Linked DNA regions of Mus musculus: all the other regions are linked to region 3. The links are chromatin contacts, called in public HiChIP or PLAC-seq maps. All regions are on one chromosome and are shown on one strand. The core of a region is the stretch at or near the end of the contact, and the rest is flanking DNA. Distances in the headings are between cores, read along the strand shown. Region 1 has its middle 28 kb from the start of 2810405F15Rik. Region 2 overlaps Dph6 (diphthamine biosynthesis 6). Region 3 holds the start of BC052040 (cDNA sequence BC052040).

Region 1 (3,372 bases), core at 744-3,243, 520 kb before region 3:
ATGACACGGGCAAACCAGGCTTTACCACATTCAGCCAAATAAAATTCTTTGTTTTACAAACTTTGAATAAGCCTGAGGATATTGCAACTTGTCTGGAAGTTTGGCAGGGAGGGAAAAAAAAAAAAAAGAGGTTTGGAAAGTAAATATTCAGTTCTGGTTTCTCCAGTAGATGTCACTTTCTGTACACGGGATATGACACCAAGCTTTAGGAGATGCTTATGGTGGCAAAAATTAGCGTTGGTTCCAGACAAATGCCACCACTGCTAAGCTTCCAATGGCTTTTGCTTGTGTTTGGAACCTTAAGGAATAGTTAAAGCAAAGTAAGTTCAGTTAGTTATCTGTCTCCCGCATCTCTAAGTAGTGTTGGTCATTAGGTATAGTGTGTAACACAACACTACTAGTGCCTGCTCTGTGGGGTTTATTGTTTGGTTGGTTTTGATTGTTGGCTTGTTTGGTGTTGTTTTTAGCATTATTCTAAGCCACGGCATAAAATGAATTGGTAAAAAAAAAATTAATACTGTCTTCAAGAGAAGAAGCTATCATCAATTATGTGCCCCGTGTTTACCAAGAATCTAATAGAAAGTGAGATTTACTCGCCTAAGACTCTTTCAATGTTTGTCTTCCTGAGTCGTCTACATGATTCCAATATTCATGTCAGTGTCCCTTGTCTGAAGTAGGAAGAGGAGAAATCTAGTGTTCTGAGGTGCTCTACTCTTTATTCTGCACCAGAATAAAAGGGAGAGAGAGTAGGAAGGAAGGAGGGGAGAGGAGGAAGGAAAGGAGGAAGGAAGGAGATGAGGGGGAGGGGGGGAGGGAGGGTAGGAGAGCATTATACATTTTAATATCATTTTTATAGCATCCACACGTTCAAGAATGAAAATCAAAAATTAATAGCTGGAATTAGATTAATACTTCCTAAAATACTTTCAAAAGTGCTCTTTTCGTTTCTAGACATACGCCTCATTATGCAGTTCTATTTGTATTCCAGAGCAGTTGAGTTTTATATTTGAGTTGTTGTAATGGATGACTTTGAAATGACAGGGGACAGTGCATTTTTGTTTCTTATTGATCAGCTCAAGGCTTTTGCTTGTAAATACTGTGCATTGAAATAACAAAACAGGCTACAGAAGCTTTTAAAAGTGAGACCGTCAGGGTCACATTTGATTCAGTCGTTGTATTGACCAATGTGATTTGATAATTGACAAATTAAGCTCATGAGAAAATTAGATCAACAACCACTTTTATTTTTAGATGGTTTAAACAAAAGAGATAAAATTTTGGGAGCAAATAATGATAGGATACTGGAACAAAAACTGCCCCCACGAAGGGAAAACCTGGGCATGCAACATTTTACAAAACAAAGAAATCTGCCTGGCCCATCAAAATAAACAACATTTAAATGGTTGCTTTGGGTTTTAAATATTTTTGCACAGAGCAGACCCTACGAGATTCTTATCTGAGCTAGAGATTTCTTGACATGTTAACCGGGCAGCTCTCTAGCATTCCTCGGTATCCTGGGCTAAAACAAAGAGATGACAGGGGTCGGGGTAATAGAGGAGGCATCACCTTTAGGCTCCTGGATTTCGTGGAGCAGGACACCTGGCTTGCTTTTAATTCAGTCAGAGTTAGAAACCCACTTCAGGAAAAAGCCCAGAGTTTTGTTTTCAACCATTCTAAGCAAAGGGAGTAACCAAAAGAAAAGCCAGGATTACAGGGCTCAACCAGGACTTACATCGCCCAACTTTGAGAGAAGAGATCTGATCCCACACCCCCACGCCCCAGCTTGTTCTCGACATTATCTTCAAGTAAATATTATCTGCTGCTTTTATGAAAGGAAAGAATGTCACAAAAAGTGTCGTGGAGTTGAAGCCAACCGCTTAGTATCACAAGGCTGAGGTCCTTTATTTTGATTTGAACCCTAAACAGAGCTATGCTATGTGCACAGAGCCTCAGGCTGCAGACTCCTCCTATGTAAAGCAGGCACCAGCAGGCCTGTTAGTGGCCACTCAGGCCTGAAGCCAGCAGGGCTGCAAATTCCCCAGAGCTGGGCTTCTGGCTTTGGCCTTTCTTTGTCCTCCTCCCCTCCCCTCCCCTCCCCTCCCCTCCCCTCCCCTCCCCTTCTCTCTCTCCCTCTCTCCCTCCCTTCTACCCTCCCTCCTTCCTTCCTTCCTTTCTTTTCCTTGTTGATGTTGGGGGGGGGGGGGTAGTGGTGGTTTGTTTATTTAAATACTTTTCGTTTCCCTGTTCTATTCTATTTAACAGTTTAGAACAGAAACTATAGTGAGAAGTGGTCAGTTGCTTCCTTCCACAGACCGGCTTCTTTTATCTTTATGATTTTAATATCATGGTTGCTATATGTATTGCAATTCTTTCCTTAAATTGTTTTACTACATTTCAGATGATTGCAGAGTAAAATTTGTGGGATACTGTAGTAACAGTAGCGACAAAATAAATTAAGCTGGGCGTTCATTCACCATGTCCCATACCAACTCAAGCACTGCATCACCACAATTTTGAACACTGGGAGTTTTGAATACTGAACATTTGTTAAGGGAAATGTAATAAGACGTTTTTAAAAATTAAACACTCAAGAAATTTGTTTGATTAAAAGATCATGTGTATCATTTTTACAATTCAGTTTACAGATCTATCAGAAGTTCATGAAAAGTGAGAATCCTGTCACCTGAAGATGTCTATCAGATTCTACATGGTGCCCTGCACATTCTAGAGCTTCAGATAGATGGTGGTTTTATATAGAATGCAAGTTTGGGATTCTGAGACGTACTCCGTACTCCTCGTTGTCCTCGTCGTCATCCTCCTTCCTGCCTCCCCCTCCTGCCTGCTGTCTTTAGACAGCATCTCACTCTGGAGCCAGGCTGTCCCTGAACTCACATCAGCCCTCCTGCCTCATCCTCCCAAGTGCTGGGATTGCAGTAAGGCTAGCATCCCTGGCTCCAGAGAGCATTTCTAAGGATGGGTATCACATTTCTTTTCTGAAGGATTTTGCTTTTAATCTGTAAAGCTCATTTGATCCCAAAATTAAAGTCAGGATCCCAATAACTGATTAGTAAACTTCAAAGTGTATTATTAAAGGAAAGATTCTGTGATTTACTGATCTTCTCTCAAAGATCTGGAGATGAGCATTCTCCAGAAGTGAGGGGAGGGAATGACCTACGGTCCTCGATGAAGACCCTCTGGGAAATGAGAATGAAAGCAGTGGCTCCCAGTGGCATCCGCTGTCCCAGGCCCTCCTGTACCTCTCTTCTAACTTCCAAAGGGTGTTCCGACCAGTCACCACCCAAATCCAGCAGGACAGTTCTGAGGCTACTCAGTAGCCAAGTCACCATAAGCTTTTTTTTTTTTTCCTTTCAG
Region 2 (3,394 bases), core at 347-2,846, 980 kb after region 3:
AGGAATATAGTATTAAGAGACATTTTCTTCAGCTGAAAATGTTATAAATATTAAATTATAAAATATTAAATATAACATATTAAATTATTAAATATTTTGACATATGACTATTTCCAGTTGTCGCTGCAGTATTAGAAGAAGTAAGTTACATATAGGAGCACATCATAAGGGAACGGGGAAGGAAGAAAGGACACTCCTGAAACAAGAAAGTCACGCAAGGATTCATCAAACCAAATTGTGTCTCACTTAATACTTTAAACATTAGGTTTTACAGAACAAGTTTATATTAGAACTTGGTTTGCAGCTTATTTCTAATAGGAAAAAATCTGTATATGATATAGCATATTTGAATAGACATGGTGCTTTTTTGGCAATCTAGTTATTATTAAATAAATAGATAATCCCAGGAAACAAAATAGCTTGTACATTGATCAATTGAGTTGTTATTTAAATAGCAGAAAACTTCCTGAGATAATACAGAGGCACTTCTAACAGCAAACTTAACCTCCTCTTTTTCCTCATTGCTACAAATGCAGTTCTCAAGAAAATGAGGGAATGTCAAACTAAATTGACTTGGGTTACGATGAACTCCTTGTTAGTCTCCTGAGAACATTGACAATGTAAGAACAGTTAGCTATCAGTAATCCATTCATTGATTGTATGTGCGCAGGGAAAGGATAAGACTCATGGCTGATAAAACAGACAAACAAAACCAGTTCCTGATCAGGAGAGAGTCTGTCAGCATCCTAGGAAAAGTTCTTTCAGCATCATAGAGAGTGATTCTGATTCTTATTATGTGGTAGCATCTTGTATATTCATTATCCTGGAAATATAGAAAAGAAAGAGCTTGTTTAAGCATTTGGTGAAAGTGTACCACATTTGGGTAGAAATGACAAACATCGGAGTCATATCTATTTGAAACCAAATAGTTTCTCAACCAGAACTTGTTGTGGAGAAAGCAGGGAGGATCGGTCCACTTTTTGTTTAAGTGCTGAGATCCTTGCCCCAAGACTGGCTTCTACTCCAAGCATTTCAAGTGAGATTGATAAGGCCACAGGACTGCACAGAAATGTAAGTCATGTGTTGTGTTGTACTCCACACCTGAACAGAAAGACAAAAGTAGAGCAATAGAACACTATTGGCTGCCTTTCTCAAAAAATTGCAACTTTTAGAACTTCCTGTGATAAAAAGAAATAATAGGAAATGGCTATCCCATTGAAATAATTTTGTTGCAAACCAAATTAAGTACTAGAGTCAGTATATAAACACATTTAAGATACAAAATTACCTATTTTGCTTTGAGAACATCTATGTAGTAGAAGATTAAACAGACTAAATGAAAATGTGGCAAGGTAGCCTGGGCTGCAGGAATCTGTGTTAAAATGTAGTGTGAGCCTTAGTGGTGTGGCTGAGTGTAGCTCCTCTGCTGAAATCCACATTGAAAGAGTGCAGCTTAGAGTGAGGTCCAAGTTTCTTGGGGCCATGTTCTTAAAGAGGATTGTGGGAAGTCGATCTCTCTTTCCTTTTGCTTTACCTCTTGTGGGTACAGGAAGTTGAATGGGTTCTACCCGACTGCACACACCACACACCAGTCAGCTTGCTGCCTCACCACAGGAGATACACAATGGGGCCTCCTCATCATGGGCTGAAATGGCTAAATGTATGAGATAGAATAATCCTTACCTGTTTGAAAGCTGACTTATGGCTATTTGTAACCATAACCGGCCATTAGCCAATAGACTTGGTAGAATTATTAAAAATAGTTAAACATGTGAGAAATATACATTGTTTGGAATTATAAAGCAATTTTTGCCCTTGTATCTATTCCCATTTTAGAATCATTTGTCCCCTAAAGGAAGAAACAGGTGTTTTCTGCTGGCTGCCATTCCTAGTGGTGCTTTTTGGGAGGCAGAGAGATATGGGATGTGGGAAAGGGAGGGAGAGAAAAATCTCAGATAGCCTTACCTCATGCTTCAGGGATGTGTTCATAGCTAGTTCAAAGGGTTCCTTATGATAATGAAGGAATAAGTGAACTTAGTATTTCTTCCCAAGAGGTGAACTGACTTTTATAACAGAGTAGAGAGACAAGGATGAAGAGACGGGTGAATAGAAACCAGGACTAGAGTACACTTTCTGTTGAAAAAACAAATGACCCACAATGCAGGGGTCTTGTCGCTATTGTTGAGCATTTTTAAGCTCTGTCTATTTTAGAACGTGAAAGCCCCTACCTCCTCAGAGATGGCTAGGGAAAAAATTTAAGGAATATTAAGAGTGTTGATGTTTTATCTTGGTACTGGCACAGGACACTGTCCTCCAGAGGGGGAGGAACCAGTCATTAACATACTGAAGATGCTCTTAGTGATCATGAAGTGCTCACTTTATAGTAACAGACATTATCTGACAGATGAAAGTATAATACCCATGTGTTAGCTATTGTTTCTGAACTCTTGTAATGTTAGGATGCTAGACATTGTTTAAATTGCTTACTTTTAGCAGAGCAGTTTTAGAGTGAATGGAACTAGTGACCTACACTTTGAGTTGTATCAGTTTGTGCCTTTGGTTATCTTATTTTTTTAATTTGTCTCTCTTTATTGTTTAGTGTCAGACTGTATACCAGTTTTTGATAAAAACTGTGCCAGAACGACCTGAAGCATCAGCTAAAACTTAACATACTGAAGCATTTGCTTTAGGTTTATGCCAATATTGGTTAATTTCCTGTTTCTTTAATTAAATAAATCCTCAAAAATAGCAACTTTGGGAAAAGCAGTCTACTCTGGATTACAGTTCCAAAAGACCTGGCAGCCAGAACGCTGAGCACACCTACCGAGCACACAGTCATCAATCACACTTGCTCTCTAAGCAGGAGCCAGGGAGACAGAAGAGGAAGTAAACCAGGCTACAAAGCCACAAAGCCCAACTCCAGTGATGTCCTTCATCAAGGCTGCAATGATTACTGGACCTTCCCAAACAGCATCATCAGCTAGAAACTAAGTATTGAAACAAGTGAGCCTGTAAGGTGGTTTTATATTCACATCACAATAATATGTCCTTCTTTGATGACAAAGACAACTAAGAGCTTCAGTTTCTATCTTAGTAGCATTTGATTGAAATTTTGAAAACTGCTTTGTTTGTTTGTTAAGCAGCACTTAATTAGCTATGATATAGAATTTTGTTTCCTCAATTTCCACTCATATGGCTATTTTAAAAACAAACCAAAGCATAAAATACTTAGAGGAACCCCATCAGACAAGAAGACTTAGTTGGTGCAAAAGACCATGCTTGAGAGAATAGAGCTGATCAGCCCTGCTGGGAGATACTGTATTTTAATATCAATGACAGTTTACAAAATGTATGAATAGTTATAAATTCACTATTGAGAATCAGTAGAAATTAA
Region 3 (3,290 bases), core at 19-2,518:
TCTACCAAATATGAGGTCATGAAAGATATGCTTCAATTTGTATTGATACCTACTATCCAATAACTTGTCTTTCTCAATGAAATCTCTCTGGTGATGCATGGTCAAAGGCTATGTGTTATTGATAGGAAAGCTCTCCATTAGGAGTAACTATGCTCAATGTCATAATATGTTTTGAATAAAAAAATATACAAAATGTTCTGTATTATTTAACATATTAATTATGATGACCTAGTTGTTTTGAACAGGTATTCAAGTAATGAGTGGGTCTCAGTTTTTACATCTTATAAATGGAAAAAAATCTATGTTATATAATCTCTAAGAAACCTTTCCTAGCAGGTGGGAAAATCCTAAAATCCCACAACAAAGTGAAAAGTATGAAACCCATGGGGAATACGTATGCACACAATGAGAAACCTTCAGACCTTGAGATCCAAATGACCAGACTCAAGAGTGTGACCCCCTAATGTTCTCAACTCTATAAAGAATCTTTTCATTGCACAGCCAACAAGACAAGGCCCCCTTTGGGCCTGGGCCCTCTTGCTACCAGTGGCAATCCGAAAGGGTCCTGTTCACTCTAGATCTACCATCTCTAGGTGTCTGTGTCAAGTTGGCAGCACCCCAGTGCGATGAACCGCCAATTCACGTTTTTTTACGTTGCAAAGATCCCATTACCAATTATTTACTGCTAGTATCTGTGGATTAACCACTGGTCATCTATGAAGCACCTACTTAATATGTGTACACTCTCATACCCGCAATATGTATCAAGTAAAGATCTGCTGAGTTGGATTCAACTCCCAAGGCCTGGAGTGACTTCAGGAGCCTCAGCCATTAAATGTTTTGTATGGTAGGCAGGTGGAGGGAAGAGAGCATTCTCATGATCTTCGACCTAACTCTGTTCCTCCCATTTGTGTGTGACACGTGGCTTCTATGACTGCCAGGGTGGCGGGAACTGGGGTGCAGGTAAAATGCTGTGAGAATTGGAGATGGGGACTTACCTGGGGAACCTCTGCTTCAGCTTCCTCAGGCTCTGCCTAGTGGGCGGTACAGACACTAGGCACTGGGCTATCTCCTCGTACTGGGCTTTGGTTAGTATCATATTGGGCCCAAGGAAAAATCACCCTTGGGCTCGTGCGGGCTTGGTGCCTAGAACCTAGGGAAGGGCAGAGCGCGGTACGACCCTGGGCCCTCCACTTATTTAGCTATCCCTTATGCCCCCAAAGCACACCCCCCTAGCTGCACCGCGGGGCGGAGACACGCAGCGTCCCAGGCTTCACCTCCGCGGGAGAGGCGGGCTGTAGAACTATTTGCGCCAGCAGAGTGTACTGAGCAGCCGCAGTAAGCCGGGCCGAAGGCAACTAGCCGCCATCTTGGGTAAGGGCAAAGCAACCAGGAAGTGGCGGCTGCGTACCGAATTCTTTTTGCGTCTTTAGGGGCAGGTGTCCCCAGCAACACCTCCCTGAGATCGGAACCCAGACGCTCATTGAAGACACTCTGCCAGCTGCGAGAAACACAGACGGCCCGTTTCGGGTCACAGGGATGCTTTTCCAGCCTGGAGTTGGAAACCCGGAAGTGCTCTGGTGGAGCGCGGGATTTGAATGTGTTTTTTTCCGACACGCCCAGTTCTGCCGCTCTGAGCAGATGGCCTGCAAAGGAGCAAGGTGAGCGGAAGCTAAGCAGCGAACAGGATCTCTGCAAACCAGCGGTTTCGCCTGTGCTGGGAAAGTTCTTCAGCCTCTCCCGTGGAAGGCAATGCTGGTTTTGTTGAGAACTTAAATTCTGCATTAAATTCTCTGGTGGAAAGCAATGCTGGTTTTGTTGAGAACTTAAATTCTGCATCTTAAAACAACTGGCAGTAGAATGTCAATTCCACTCTCGCATACATAAAGAAGTAAATTCCTGGCCCCCACAATAGTGAGTGCCCAATAATGTGTAGAAATACGAACTTCTGAGTTAATATATTAGAGCATCTATATATTTGGTTTGGTTTGGTTTGGTTTTTTGAAACCTTTGTTTCTAAGGTGGGCGTATGATATGTGTTCTCTCCCATTTTGAGCAAAAGGAAGAAAATCTGCTTAGGTTTTAGCACGTTTAAACGGTTTACTGCTTTCATTTGGTGTAAAGTGTAAGTTGGAAGGTTGGCCTAGATAAGACCCCATTGGTAAATTCTTTAGTTCATCAAAGCCTCAATTACTTTACCTATAAAAATTTGTAATTCATGAGGCAGGTTTTAAGACTAAATAAGGTAGTATAGAGCCAAGTTATGGAGTCACCGTAGTTGTCAGTCAACAGATGAAAGAATAAACAAAATGTGGTTTAGAAACACAGTTTTAAAGATTAAAATAATGACTACATCTGGAAAAAGGACTCAAACCAATATCTTTTGCTTCCTCTCCCTTGTGGCTCTTCAGTTTTACATAGATCACAAGTACACACACATTTACATACATACACATATGTACAAGAAAGAACGCAGAGAAATACTGAGAAAGCAATAAGACTGGGGGAGTGTGTGGACATAAAAATGAAAGAATTTATATTTGTGAAATCAGCACTATGTCCAATGACCATCTGTCAATAAAAACAATAAGATAGTACAAGAGACATTTATTTAGCATAGCATTCAACAGACATTATTTACGTAACTTAGGTTATAAAGACTAAGTTCCTTAAGTAAACTAGGTAGGATGTTTACTAGATAGTGTTTTGTTGGTATTCTTGTAAGGACTCCCTTAATCCCAGTAACTTCCCCTGGCGCAGGTTCTATCCCCATTATTGCTCCGTCCTTCCTTTGTTCAGAGTGAACAAAGGCATAAAAGGTCAAGGAACTTCCCGGAGGTCATGAGAACAAGTCAATAGCCAGAGTGGGATTTAAGTGAAAATTGGTACGCTGTGTTGCTGCCTCTCAACAATGCGTAATCACTTCATCTCCTAGTCACTCTCCTAAACCCAAAGGGTCCATTTTTCTGTTTTTTTTTTTTTAAAGTAAATACTCTAATTAAAAAAAAAAAAATCACATACAAGGGGCTCTTTTTCCCCCTCTAGTTTTCACTATATTTTCTTGACAGTTTCCAAAGTTCAGGACCAACAGCGGTCCCTGAATTGAGCAAGCGCTGCGAGTTTCTAGATCTTTACCTCAGAAAGTTTCCTTCCCATATGCTTTACATCTAGATCTGGTTGTGTGACATTAGCGCATAACCGTTATTTATGGCAGCGGAGCCTGGAGTTGCCACCTGGTTAGTTTGTTGCTGACCCTGCCGTGACTTGTGCAGGAAAGCTGACTGACGAGA

The links. HiChIP or PLAC-seq counts read pairs in DNA pulled down with a chosen protein or histone mark.
Region 1: a contact with region 3 is called in an H3K4me3 HiChIP or PLAC-seq map of craniofacial prominence, with 3 times the contacts expected there. The contact joins the enhancer-like site here to the promoter of BC052040 in region 3. A contact is called at or near these places in 5 of 39 promoter capture datasets (the 3T3-L1 cell line, 3T3-L1-derived adipocytes, hippocampal neurons and 2 more), 2 of 484 Hi-C or Micro-C datasets (adipose-derived mesenchymal stem cells and nephron progenitors), 9 of 115 datasets of contacts at active chromatin or transcription factors (acute myeloid leukemia, bone marrow-derived macrophages, craniofacial prominence and 3 more) and 2 of 9 other capture datasets (adipose tissue and liver).
Region 2: an H3K4me3 HiChIP or PLAC-seq map of pro-B cells shows a contact between it and region 3, with 6 times the contacts expected there. The contact joins the enhancer-like site here to the promoter of BC052040 in region 3. A contact is called at or near these places in 2 of 39 promoter capture datasets (cranial neural crest and hippocampal neurons), 3 of 115 datasets of contacts at active chromatin or transcription factors (acute myeloid leukemia, large pre-B cells and pro-B cells) and 1 of 9 other capture datasets (macrophages).

The regions. Positions count from the first base shown.
Region 1 is chr2:116,102,227-116,105,598 of GRCm38.p6, reverse strand. No RefSeq gene overlaps it. Among named protein-coding and RNA genes, the nearest start is that of 2810405F15Rik, 28 kb to the right of the region's middle. Within about 2 kb of position 1,993, at least 12 of the 459 cell types and tissues checked have an H3K27ac peak or open chromatin away from gene starts, as enhancers often do. A contact at or near this core is called in craniofacial prominence and stem cell-derived epiblast-like cells, where this site is marked.
Region 2 is chr2:114,599,508-114,602,901 of GRCm38.p6, reverse strand. All of the region lies in intron 3 of Dph6 (diphthamine biosynthesis 6), which reads left to right. Among named protein-coding and RNA genes, the nearest start is that of Dph6, 54 kb to the left of the region's middle. Within about 2 kb of position 1,596, at least 12 of the 459 cell types and tissues checked have an H3K27ac peak or open chromatin away from gene starts, as enhancers often do. A contact at or near this core is called in pro-B cells, where this site is marked.
Region 3 is chr2:115,579,694-115,582,983 of GRCm38.p6, reverse strand. BC052040 (cDNA sequence BC052040) reads right to left here and starts at 1,268. Exons shown (of 11, transcript NM_207264.4): 1 at 999-1,268. The coding sequence starts at 1,099.